Regions from separate parts of the Sus scrofa genome. Here regions 1 and 3 are each linked to region 2. The links are chromatin contacts, called in public Hi-C and HiChIP or PLAC-seq maps. All regions are on one chromosome and are shown on one strand. The core of a region is the stretch at or near the end of the contact, and the rest is flanking DNA. Distances in the headings are between cores, read along the strand shown. Region 1 holds the start of FANCB (Fanconi anemia group B protein). Region 2 holds the start of GEMIN8 (gem nuclear organelle associated protein 8). Region 3 has its middle 84 kb from the start of EGFL6.

What was found. Hi-C and Micro-C count contacts between places; a contact is called where the count stands out from the background. HiChIP or PLAC-seq counts read pairs in DNA pulled down with a chosen protein or histone mark.
Region 1: a contact with region 2 is called in a Hi-C map of liver, with 5 times the contacts expected there. The contact joins the promoter of FANCB here to the promoter of GEMIN8 in region 2. A contact is called at or near these places in 2 of 47 Hi-C or Micro-C datasets (heart right ventricle and liver) and 1 of 2 datasets of contacts at active chromatin or transcription factors (alveolar macrophages).
Region 3: an H3K27ac HiChIP or PLAC-seq map of alveolar macrophages shows a contact between it and region 2. The contact joins the enhancer-like site here to the promoter of GEMIN8 in region 2. A contact is called at or near these places in 4 of 5 promoter capture datasets (fetal liver, liver and skeletal muscle), 24 of 47 Hi-C or Micro-C datasets (blood, brain, embryonic fibroblasts and 12 more) and 2 of 2 datasets of contacts at active chromatin or transcription factors (alveolar macrophages and skeletal muscle).

Annotation. Positions count from the first base shown.
Region 1 is chrX:11,406,206-11,410,225 of Sscrofa11.1, reverse strand. It overlaps FANCB (Fanconi anemia group B protein), which reads left to right and starts at 1,268. Exons shown (of 9, transcript XM_021080514.1): 1 at 1,268-1,463. MOSPD2 (motile sperm domain containing 2) reads right to left here and starts at 1,036. Exons shown (of 15, transcript NM_001195355.1): 1 at 915-1,036; 2 at 679-748. The coding sequence starts at 923.
Region 2 is chrX:10,669,102-10,673,067 of Sscrofa11.1, reverse strand. It overlaps GEMIN8 (gem nuclear organelle associated protein 8), which reads left to right and starts at 1,881. Exons shown (of 5, transcript NM_001244865.1): 1 at 1,881-2,007; 2 at 3,423-3,491.
Region 3 is chrX:10,131,710-10,135,758 of Sscrofa11.1, reverse strand. No RefSeq gene overlaps it. Among named protein-coding and RNA genes, the nearest start is that of EGFL6, 84 kb to the left of the region's middle. Within about 2 kb of position 2,493, at least 46 of the 83 cell types and tissues checked have an H3K27ac peak or open chromatin away from gene starts, as enhancers often do. A contact at or near this core is called in alveolar macrophages, embryonic fibroblasts, epiblast stem cells and 4 more, where this site is marked.

The sequences.
Region 1 (4,020 bases), core at 19-2,518, 740 kb before region 2:
CAGGAAAGACAAGCAAGCTATTAAGTGGTTAGACTATTTACTCCATATTTATAATAAATTATCCTGCATGGTTTTCAAAATTACCATACAAGGATGAAATCAACACTTAAATATCCGACAACTCAGGTATCTATGACATCAGGACACGGAACGTTCACCTAAGAAATCAATTCTGGACACCCAGATACTTTGCTAGGTACAGTGTGGGATGAAAAGATAAGAACTAGTTCCAGCACAGGCAGGCCTACTTTGTGGATAGCGTGCTGGGTTGTATGAAGTGCAATTAAGCAAAATATCCAAGGAATCTGGATCCCCAATTAAGTACACGTGAATAGTATTACGGCCATTTTCAGGTTCATTTTCTCGATTTTTGCTGGTGAAAGGTCAGCAGAGGAAACGTGGACTGCGCAATGTCAAGTGTCCTGCAAGTTCCAGAAACTCCAGAGGCTAGAAACACAAATTTCCAACTTGCATTAACCCTTTAGGAAGCAATGGGCGTATCAGTTGCCCAATCAGTATACGTGCCATATTACAGAGAAAAAAACTTGGAAACGTTTACCGCACGGTCCCCCGTGAGGACCGAAATGGTCCCTAACGCCTCCCACGGAGACACCCTCAAACATCCCCAGCAAAGTTGGGGACGCTCACTGCACACCTGCCTTAACGCCGAGAACTCACCTGCCACATACTCAGCTTCGAACCTCCGTCGGACGTCAGCGATGAGCTTGGGTTTATTCTGGGCTTGGTACTAGAAGGGAGACACGAAAAAACGCTCGGACACCACGCGCACCACCCCACTTCCCTTCAGCCCAGCCCACCTGCACCTGGGCGCGCGGCCCCCGGGCCTCAGAGGCGGCTTCCGGATCCGCTTTGGGGAGGGGGGGCGGCAGCACACGGTGCGGTCTGCTCCTCACCTCGGCCATGGTTGCGCTCGCGGACGTGATCGCAGCTGCCGTCACCGCTTCCACAGCTGAGATCCAAATATCTCATCACTAGCCAAGCCGGCCCGTAGGTAGAAGGAAGGGCGGGACGTGGAGGCGGTCGCGTGACAAGGGAAGGCGGGCGGAAGCACCGCCACGCCGCCCAATCCAGTGCGGCCGCCTGGGTCTGCAGGCGGTACCAGGCCCTCAGCGTGGCTTTCCATTCGCTTCTCTTTCGGTCCCCACCCCGCGACCGTCAGCCGGCGGATCGCGGGCGCTTCCCCAGCCAAGCTCCGCCCGTGCGAGCTCCGTCTGCCATTCGTTTTCACAACATTCCCCGGAGGCCCCGCCTCCTCGGCCTCCCTTGGCAACCGTGCTCTGGGCTGTAGGGCAGGCTCCGCCTCCTCCGCGCAGGACGCAGCCTCGGGCCTGGGCCTCCCAAGATGCAGCGCGCGGGCGGGAGGTTTGGAGCTTCCTTACTTGGTGCTTGTTTGCGGCGTCGGGGACGCGGCGGCTGCGGGACGCGGGACCTCCAGCTCAGAGGTAGACTCGGCGGTGTGTGCCCTGACCTGACCTTCAACGAGGGGGTGGCGGGGCTGGGTTTGCTCTCCTAGTCCCTTCGTTACGGAAGAGCGGGAAGGAAGTGGGCGTCCCGGGGCCTGTGCTCGTCATTCTCTGGAAGGATAGCTAGATACCAAGTGCTTGCTCTATTGGGGGATTTTTTCGCTTGAAAGTTTCTTCACCTCTGCAGCGTCTTTCCCGCTTGGAGTGTGAGATATTTAACAAAGGATGTGTCTTCGAAATCTTTAAGACAGATATATAAAGGTCAAAGTTAGAAAGCGTCTGTCAGTTTATTAATGTAGTTCTCAACCAGGGCGATTTTGTCTCCCAGGGAACTTTTGGCAGCATCTGGAGACCTTTTTGGTTGTCGCAGCTGAAAACTACAAAGAAATTATAAGAAGAAAAGAACAATCCCCGTATTCTCACCATCCATAGTCAGCCATGGTGGACACTTGAGCTTTGCCCCAAACGTTTTTTATATTTGACTTTTTATGGGGAGAAAAGCCACTTTGTTTAAAAAGTATTTGAACACATCCCTGAAATAGTATTTCAGACATAGCTACAGTCTTTATCTGGCTCCACTGCCCAATGGTGATATTCTCTTCTCCACACTAATCAGAGCTTGTTTGTATTGGTTTAAGAACCTCTAAATTGAATCTTAGTTTTACTTGTTTTCAGGTCATTTCTTTCTGAGAAAAGAAAGTTACCACTTATTTCATAGGCTTAAAGGTTTATCTTATGAACATATGCTAAGAACTTTAAAAATGTATCCTCAATATAAAATAAAACATGTGAATGCAATAAGCTTTGAGATTACAAAAAGCTTGAGGTAAAAATTTATAAATTAATATATTAATTGCTTCTAATTTTTAACTCCAAAGATGGCCCATTTAAAATAACTTGCATTGGAGTTCCTGTTGTGGCTCAGCAGTTAATGGACCAGACTAGTATCCATGAGGACGTGAGTTTGATCCCTGGCCTCGCTCAGTGGTTTAAGGATCTGGTATTGCCGTGGCTGTGGTGTAGACCCACAGCTACAGCTCCCATTTGACCCCTAGCCTGGAAACTTCCATGTGCCTCAGGTGCGGCCCTAAAAAGACAAAAAACAAAACAAACAAAAAACCTTACATTGAAAATGTGCATGTTTTACAATACTGTTTCAAAATTTGAAAAATGACCTTTCATGTAACAGCTATTTATGTCTTTTAGTCTATTTGAGTTTATGTCCATGAGAATGTTGTTTGCATAGAGCTCATGCTAAAAGCATGTTGGGTCAAGATTATACTAGGACTTTGAATGCCGTGCCAAGCTTTATAGCAATGGTTTGCAACCTTTTATCTCTACATTATTGGTCATCCATCATCCATATATTCAATATACATTGTTTAGTGTCTGTCTTTCCAGGTTCAGGGATCATAGATCTGTCGGAAGTTGATGGGGGGTAGGTAGGTGCATGAAAAACTTTTGAATTAGGGAACAGAGATCAAGTTTGTGTTTTAGAACAGTAACTGAAGTAGCATAAATAAATTTGATATATTGGAGGAGAGAGACGAGAGTAGGGAGGACACGTTAAAAGGCTTTTACTGCAACCCAGGTGAGTGATGAAAGCTTAAACCATTGTGGCAGTTGGAACAGAGAGTTGGAAGAAACAAGTTTCTAAGTTAAGGATCTTGGTGATACCATTAACAGAACAGAATGTAAGAGGCCACATTTTCCAAACTCATAACTTTATCAACGTGCAACAGTACATACTCTAAAGTTTAGTGAAGGGGGCGATTCCACTAGCCGTTTAGCAATCAGATCCTCCTTACTCCTGTTACACTTGGGTATTGGCAAACCAGAGCATTGTGTTGCTTACACATTAGCTCTGACTTTTAATATTAAAATAACAAAATTCTTTTTTGGACAGAAGTTATTTTTGGTTCTTTTTAGTATTATTAAGAAATCTGGGAGTTCCTGTTGTGGCTCAGTAATAATGAACCCTACTAGTATCCATGAGGATGTGGGTTCGATCCCTGGACTTGCTCAGTGGGTTAGGGATCTGGCGGGGCTGTGGCTGTGGCCTAGGCTGGCAGCTGCAGTTCTGATTCAACCCCTAGCCTGGGAACTTCCATATGCTGCACAGGATGCCTTAAAAAGCAAAATAAGGGAGTTCCCGTCGTGGCACAGTGGTTAACGAATCCGACTAGGAACCATGAGGTTGCGGGTTTGATCCCTGCCCTTGCTCAGTGGGTTAACGATCCGGCGTTGCCGTGAGCTGCGGTGTAGGTTGCAGACGCGGCTCGGATCCCGCGTTGCTGTGGCTCTGGCGTAGGCCGGTGGCTACAGCTCCGATTCAACCCCTAGCCTGGGAACCTCCATATGCCACGGGAGCGGCCCAAGAAATAACAACAACAACAAAAGACAAAAAAGACAAAAAAGACAAAAAAAAAGAAAAATAAAAAAAAAAGAAATCTGAACCTTTTTAAGTGAGTAGCTAGTAAAAAATAAGGTTTTAGATCTTCACTTCAGAATATGTAATTTTATTGCTAAAAAATTA
Region 2 (3,966 bases), core at 632-3,131:
TTCCCTGGTCTTGTGGGTCTACTTGACAACTCTGGACACCTTCCACCCAAAAAGAGAGTATATACACACAAACTCACAATACTATATATAGCCTATAACTCCTGGGACTCCAGTAACTACCTGAAACCCATCCAACTCTGAGCCTGCTTTGTTCTGCTTTCTCCAGAGGCCCCCTGAGGTCTTCCTCTCTGGTATTTTACCCCGCTTCCTCCCCCCCCCTTCATGTGGTTTCTTCCCTCTGGCAGGGATTCCACCAGAACCAAAACTGACTTATCAGCTTCCATCCATACCTGACTTTTCCCAGAAGATACCACATCCCTGCTATTCCCCCCTCCCCCCAACCCTTCTATCCACAGAGATCTTATTTCCTCCCACAATCACTTTCTGAACAATGGAGGACAGACCTTGTTTAAAAAAAAAAAAAACAACCCTCAATATAAACGCATTTTCTGGCCCTTGTTCTGCTGTATTTTCTGCATTCCGCTTACCACGGTATACAATTATATAATTTATTGTCTGTGCTAATTACTATTGTCCAACAGACATATATAATTATATAATGCATGCCCCATATAGAATGTTTAATGTTCTTGTAGCCACATTTATAAAGTAAAAAGAAAAAGGTAAAATTAATTTTTATACAAAATACGGTTTTTGGCCTATGGAAGTTCCTGGGCAAGGAACTGAACCACCACCACAGCAGCAACCCAAGCCACTGTGCCTCAAGAGAACTCCCAATTTGTATATTTTATCCAACCTAAACAGTCCTTCCTTAACATGTTGTCACTATTTAAAAATGAGATCTAGTCTTTTTCTCAAACGAATTCTATAATATCCACTGTGTAATATACCCTTACAGCCCGCCTCAATTCAGACTACATTTCAAGCTATCCACTCATGTTAGGAATCTAAGTTGTTTTCACTCTCCACTTTTTTTTTTTTTTCATGTTTCTTGGCATTTTTTTCAGTTACCTGCATCTTTTTTTTTTTTTTTTTTTTTTTTTGGTCAAATAGAAATTTGTTCACAAAGTTTCCATAACTCTATTTGGTTTCGTTTCTATTTATAGTTTCCTTTTTTTTAATTAGTGTATTCAGTATAATAACTTTATTTTCCACTTTTTCAAATAATTCTGCAATGAGCATCCGGTTTACGTCTTTTTCTTCCTTGGAATAAATTCTCAGAAGTGAACATTCTAGTATAAAAATATGCCCCCTTTTAGGGCTTTTGCAGCATTTTGCCAAATTGCCCCAGAAAGGATGTGCCAGTCTTTGAGTGGAGTATGCTTAGTTATTAATGATCCTCTGCGACGCTAACAGAACAGGTATTGCTGATAATGACTGTGATTTTTAAAAATGCTAATAAGCACTAATTTATGTTTATCAGGCACCAGCCACTCTGCACTATTAGTCACCTCTACGGGGCGAGAACCTGCGGCTTAAGGAAGTTAATAAACTAAGGGCTAGAAGTGGACTCAAACTCTGATCTGGGTGACTATTTTCAATGGCTGGGCGTCTCTCCCTGGGGCCACGAACACCCTCCCTTTTAGTTGAAAAGGGAAAGGCTAAGTAAACACCAGGGAACGAAGGTGAGAAAACTGAGAGAAGGGCGAAAAGCTAAAAGCCGCGGAACTGCTGCGGGGACCGCAGCCGCGCAGAAACGACCCTCACCTTCCCGCCTTAACGCCCGACCCCAGCACAGGGGAGGGTCTACAGCCGCGCGCCTCAATCTGGAGGCGAAACCCTACACCGGCGATCCCGACGCCCCGCCCCAAGGGGAGGAGCTTCATTCCCAGCCAGTTCCCCGGCGTGGCGCGGAACGCGGCGAGGACGTGACGTTGACATCGAGGGGCGGGACTTCCGGCGCTGCGCGGCGCGTCACCCTTACCGGAAGCCCACGTGTAGTCGCCCCGGCAACAGCCTCTCCTGCTCCCCGCATCCTCAGTTTCCCACCGGAAGTAGGTCCCTGCTCGCCCACCGCCCAGGATCCTCAACTTACGCGCCCTCGAGGTGACTTCGGGGGCGGCTGGGTTTCATTTGGGGAATGAAGGAGGGTCTTGCAGGCTTCTGAGCCTGGCTTTCTCTGAGGCCAGGAGAGCTGAGGGCTTGGCCGTCACGTTGTCGTCATTATCATCCTGAGGCAAGAGGTGGACACAGGCCCATGAGATCCCTAAATCGTTGGTTAATTGTGAGAAGGAACTGGTTCCAGAGCCTCTTGGCTCTGCCATGCACGAAAATCACTGGATGACTTAAATGCGCAGTTAAGTTAAATTTGAATTGCGCGAAGTGGGGCTCAGGCATTGGTAATTTTATTAAAGCTACCCAGGCGATTTTAATGTGCCGGGAAATGCTACGTTACACTGTCTGGAAAGTGAAATCAGACTTTGCCCACCCAGACCTGTATCAGAAGATCGCCCCGGTCAGCTTCATCCTTAGAGGGATGTCCAGAATATTGGCCCCATCTACTCAAAAATTGTTGTTTTCTTTCCCCTTGCACGTTGACCTCTGTGGGAGGTCAGAGGTTTTGATGGAAGTCATCTGGAGAGCATTTGGCCACCTGTGGTCCTCTCTGCACCTTACTTGTGGTGGAGAGTGTCCTTTCCCACTTTTCTTTCTTAGTAGTTAGGTGGAGTTGAACCAGTAGCCAACAAAGTACCTTTTAGCTCTGAAACCCTGAGAGTCCCTTAGAACAAATCAGAAGTTTCTGAAGAATTTTATTTCTTTCAGGAATGATTTTTAAAGTTGTTTCACAGGCTAGGTTCTGTATTCAGCTGTTTTGGACCTTAAGTCAGAACATTACCTGAAAGTCTCAAGATTAGTAACACAAGTAACGTTTCTGCAGTTACTTACTTTCAGCGTTCCCATGAATTGTGGAGTGGCAGTAATCTTTAAAAGTACAGTTGATACTAATGTAGTTTATAGGAATAACAGTCTCTTTGGGGTGGCACTGTGAACAGAAACCATGTATTTTAAAAGACTGTTGGCTAGTAAGTAACTTTGGATAGGCATAGCTGAAGGCAAGTTTACAGTAAGGTGTACAGATCTTCTCTGTGTTTGTGGCTGTCTTGGAAAAGGATATAAACTAAAGCTCCAGAGAGAATTTTCATTCTAAAAGTGTTTTACAGATGGTGAAGGATTATTTTGGTTTTTAGGATGCCACATTTAAGGATAGGATGGGATGATAAGGATAGATAGGGAGGGAAAAATGAACAAATAACCAAAGAGTAGAGGTCGGAGAATTCACGAAATAGTTGTGTTACTGTTGGAACTCCAGTTGGCCCTTCATTCTGCATTACTGGGTACGAAGGGCCGACTGTCCCCCATTTTGTGTAACTGACCTAGCATCTGCGGAATTTGGTATTGGCAGGGATCCTGGAACCAGTTCCCCACAGTCACTGAGGGACTTCTGTATTTCTCTACAATAGGAAATCCAGCTACAGAACTGTGAAAAAAATGAACGAGTGAAAGAAGAGCATAACTGTTTTTGATCAAAGGTCAGATGATTTGAAAATATCTTTAAAAACATATTCATGTATTTAAATGTCTGCTCTCTGAAGAGATTTGGAGCATTATAGTCAGAGTTATTTGAGTTACTAGCTAGCCAGTGATTTTAGGGAAGGTAGAGGTCGGAGGAGAGTGTTAACAGAAAACAACAATCCCCATAGCATCTGAGGGCAGGAAATATTAGCTGTGATTTTTTTGTGTGTGCTGGAAAGCAAATAGGAAATTTAAAAGGAATAGATGACAGAATCCATGCCTACAGGTAATTGATGTAATACCCAAATGGCAGGGACATAGTGAGTGCCGTTTAAATTTATAAAAGAGAGATTAACGTGGAATTACCCTGTATGTGTTTACGGAAGTAAAATTTGAAAGAATACTCCTGACATCCGCTGGCGATTTTAACCACTTAAAACTAGTCATGGTTTGGGCTGATATGCTCATAACTTGTATTACCTGCCGCCTACC
Region 3 (4,049 bases), core at 1,244-3,743, 540 kb after region 2:
TTCCTGACCTCTGAGATGTAGTACCACCTTTGACCTTACTGTTGATTAACATGAGCCAATAAATTCTTCTTTTGCTACGGGTCCACTTCTTGGGTCCAAAAGGGTCTGAGTAATACATACGTTTGAAATCAGAAATATTTAGAAAAATCTAAGTATGTAAACACTCCAATTGGGACCCCTTGATGGGGAAATTCATTCAGCTTTAAAAAAAAAAAAAAAAGGGCTAAGTAGCAAGGCATCTTATCAGGTGAAGGTGTAACATTTGTGGAAGACAAAAGACTGGTCTCTAACGCCCCCTCCCGCATTGCCTCTCCCTTTCTCCCTCCGATTAAATCATTTGTGAACCTGAAATAATTGCAGTTTTCCAACAAGTGCAACTTGTACAGTGATCTACAATTTCTTGAAGGCTTCCAAAAGAGAGAAAAAGCCCCAACTCTAAAAGGAAAAACTAAGAGCGTAAATATTGAAGCATTAACATCGATGTTGTTTGTGGCCTTTCATTTGTGACATTTCCATCCGCAAAATATTAATTACAATCGTGATTAAGTTCTCCCTGTAGATGGCCTTTGTCTTAACTCTAAGGTGACTATCTGGGCCAATAATTTTATATCTCAGTTAATATTCCTAGGAAATATGTTGGATTTCTATAACTCATCTTTCATTTAAGCTGGGCATTTATATTTAGTATTTTAAATTCTTCATTTTTTTTCCTTTTTTGAGGGCTGCACCTGTGGCATATGGACGTTCCCAGGCTAGGGGTTGAATTGGAGCTGTAGCTGCTGGTCTACACCACAGCCACAGCCACGCCAGATCTGAGCCACGTCTGCGACCTACACCCGCAGCTCGTAGCCATGCCATATCCTTTAACCCACTGAACAAGGCCAGGGATCGAACCTGCATCCTCATGGATACTAGTCGGGTTCGTTACCACTGAGCCACAGCGGGAACTCCAGTAAATTATTATCTTCGTGCAATATTTGTAAGCCGAGCCTCGGAGTTCTTATGTGCGAACCATATTGTTTTTTTTCCTTTCCTAGATAAACAGAAGAATCTAAGAACAAGCCCAAATTGGTTCACTGGGAAAAGACAGGGAAATAAATGGAGATGCTGGCCAGAGTGTCGCCACCCAAGAAGGGCCCTGCTCCCAAGAAATGCCTTTATTTCCAGGTAAACTGTCCTGGATCCATAAAGCCCACAGGACCCCCTCCCAAGCCAGTTTCCCCTCAGTAGAGGGCCATGGGGTCTCCAGGGCTGCCTGCGTCATCCGTGGGGTCTCTCTCACCTGACCCAGAACACAGCCTGGCTACAGGTCGTGCTTTTCAAAAATACATAGTTTTTTTTTTTTCATTCTGTTTCACATGGAGCTTGAAATTTTCCTTTAAATTTAAAACAAAGCAAAAAACCCCACAGATGACAGCAGAGGGCACCCTTCCCTCTGCTACGCTGCTGATGCACTCGGCACCTCCGAGAGGGAATCTGGACTTGGGTTTGTTTTTCTCATTCCTGGGATGGATGCTGGACACACATTCCAGCCTGAGCTGACACACCCATTACTGTTCTGGGGTCTTCCTCCATTTCCCCCGCTGTTCTCTTGTCTTTCAGCTGGTGATCTCCTATTTGGAGAAACACAGAAATGAAAACGTGGTGGCTGGTGGCAGCCTTGCGGGAGGACTACCCAAGCAGAGGGACCTAGGTCTTCTGTACAGTTTCCAGGGCCCCAGAATGTGCTAGAAACCCTGCTTCTTGATGGAAGCTGAGTTGGATGGTTGAGATCGGGGTTGGGTGCGTCCCCCAGTTGTTAACACCCCCAGGAAATGCAGGCTGGAAGCCATAAAATGCAGGGCATTCCTGCCCTTTGCCTCCACTCCTCATCTGTTCCTGCTATCTGCATGCCACGATCAATGTCACCCAGCACACCCTGGGGTCAGAAAGAGGGACCCTCGAAAAGCAGCAACTAGAGAACTGTGGGTGGATGTAACTGACAGACTCTCTCCCAACAGAAGAGCGGTCCCCACGGCAGCTGGGAAATGCAGACAGCCTTTCGGCTGGAAGGAAAATGGAAGATTCTATAGATTTTCCCAGGAGAGCTTGAGTAAGAAATGGGTATGAAGGTATTTATTCCTTGGATCAGGCAGTTTTCTACCTTTATTCTAGGTCACAAACTATAGAAATGATCCCCGGAAGTATAGGCTTTGTATTTATTCTAGATAAAATGCCCACTTTCGTTATCTGATTCTCTTTATTGTCGCATTATTGTCATTTTGACCTGGACTTCTCAGTCTGCCCTACTCCCCCCACAAAGAGGGCTGCAGGATTCCCAAATAAGGCAACAGGTTCCTGCCTGGCAGCGCCTGTGATCACGGCTGGGGCTATGTGTCAGGGAACCAAGGAAACAGAAAAACCATAGCCTTTTTTGGAAAGCCTCCTGCCTTTCTGGGTGGAGAGACGTGAGAACTGCTTTGCTGACTCATTCCCTCAAGGTTGAGAGGAGGCTGAATTTTGCCTTGTATGTCTTCAGGCTCACAGGTTTAGCGGCAAAAGTTGCCAGTCAGAGCAGGGTGTGTCTTTACCACCATTCCTTTAGAATGCTTCATTGGATTTGCAGACACACATGAGAAATGCCTGCCATCAGCATTCTCTCCCCACGGACTGCCTGGTGTTTTCTGATGCTGACATCATCGGCAAACCAAAGATGTCCCCGAATGTGCCTGGACAGTGGCAAGGTCCAAGTGGAGAATCATCAGTTATGCCATCTCCCGCTTCAAAATGTTTTCCTAAAAACACTAGTAGCCTTTCCTGAAAACACTGGGTCTTCCGAAAAACTCTGGCTCTAAACTTGTTCAGATGCTGCACGGCAGGTGACAAATAGATGGGGTCTTGGCAGAAATGGTGGGGCAGCCTCATCTATTTAGGGTGAGTGTGTGTGCTGGAGACCTTGTAAGGTACAAGCTGACTGATGCAACATATAAAGGAAAATGCTGTAACTTATTAGGTGGTTTCTGGAAACCACAACTGAGATGAATTCTGGGCTCTGAATGGATTGTTAACATATGCTAAGCTTGCCCCAAACTTCTTCGACTCTTTCTAAAACCCTATTTTTAGCTTTGCTGCCAATTACTCATAGGGCACCACTCCTTTTCTCCCTCTGTTTCTCTCCAGCAATTTATCTTCTGACTAGATTATAATTGGTTTAAAGATAAGACCAGATTTATATTCTTTGATTCCCACTCAGTGCCTAGCACCTAGCGATTACAGGTGCCCAGTTGACAAGGGTTGAAAGAACATTGTTAAAAGAACTACCCCTCCCTCCCTCTTTGCTCTCAGCAAAGGAAAGATAAATCTCTCTGTATTTTTTCCCTTTTCTTTACAGAAGTTACAAGTGAGTGGAAACCTTGCCTCAGAGTTTGTTCTAGTCCCGGGTCAACGGGAGCATGTGATTTGAGCCTGGAGCCCAGCCTCTGCAAACCTGAAGGTGAAAAATGAAGGCTAAATGGCGCTGCTGTTTAAATTGCTGCTGTTTCCTAGGTACTAAGATGCCCCTCCCAATGGGCTGGAAACAGGAGGAAGAGAAAAGAGAACTGGCCTTCGGAGCAAAAATAAGAGAAGGTGCCATTTCCGTTGCAGGTGGGAGAATCAAGGCTGATTCAACTGACCCTTAGTGGATTGGGCCTCCACAGTCCCCAAAGCATCACCCCCTGTCCTTTGGAAGCGCATGTGTGCATGCACATCCATCAAGCAGCAGACACTCAAAAGAAACTGAAATCCTGCAGCAAGACCATGGGAGTCTTTCAGCCGTTTCAGGGTTCTCAGACTAACCCAGACTGGAGCTTCTCCATTTGGCGTTCTTCGGTCAATTACTGTGTCCTGAGGGTTGCCATGATGGAGAAAGGACCTATGGGAGAAGGCTTTTCCAAAAGAGACTGGAAAAGCTGAGAATGGGCTCTGTCTTGGAGAGAGGCAGAGTCGAGCTCTTGGCTGGCGATAACAACGCCTAATGTCCCTTAAGGGATTACTCTCTGCCTGAGCTACGATTGAGGCTCTGTGCCGAG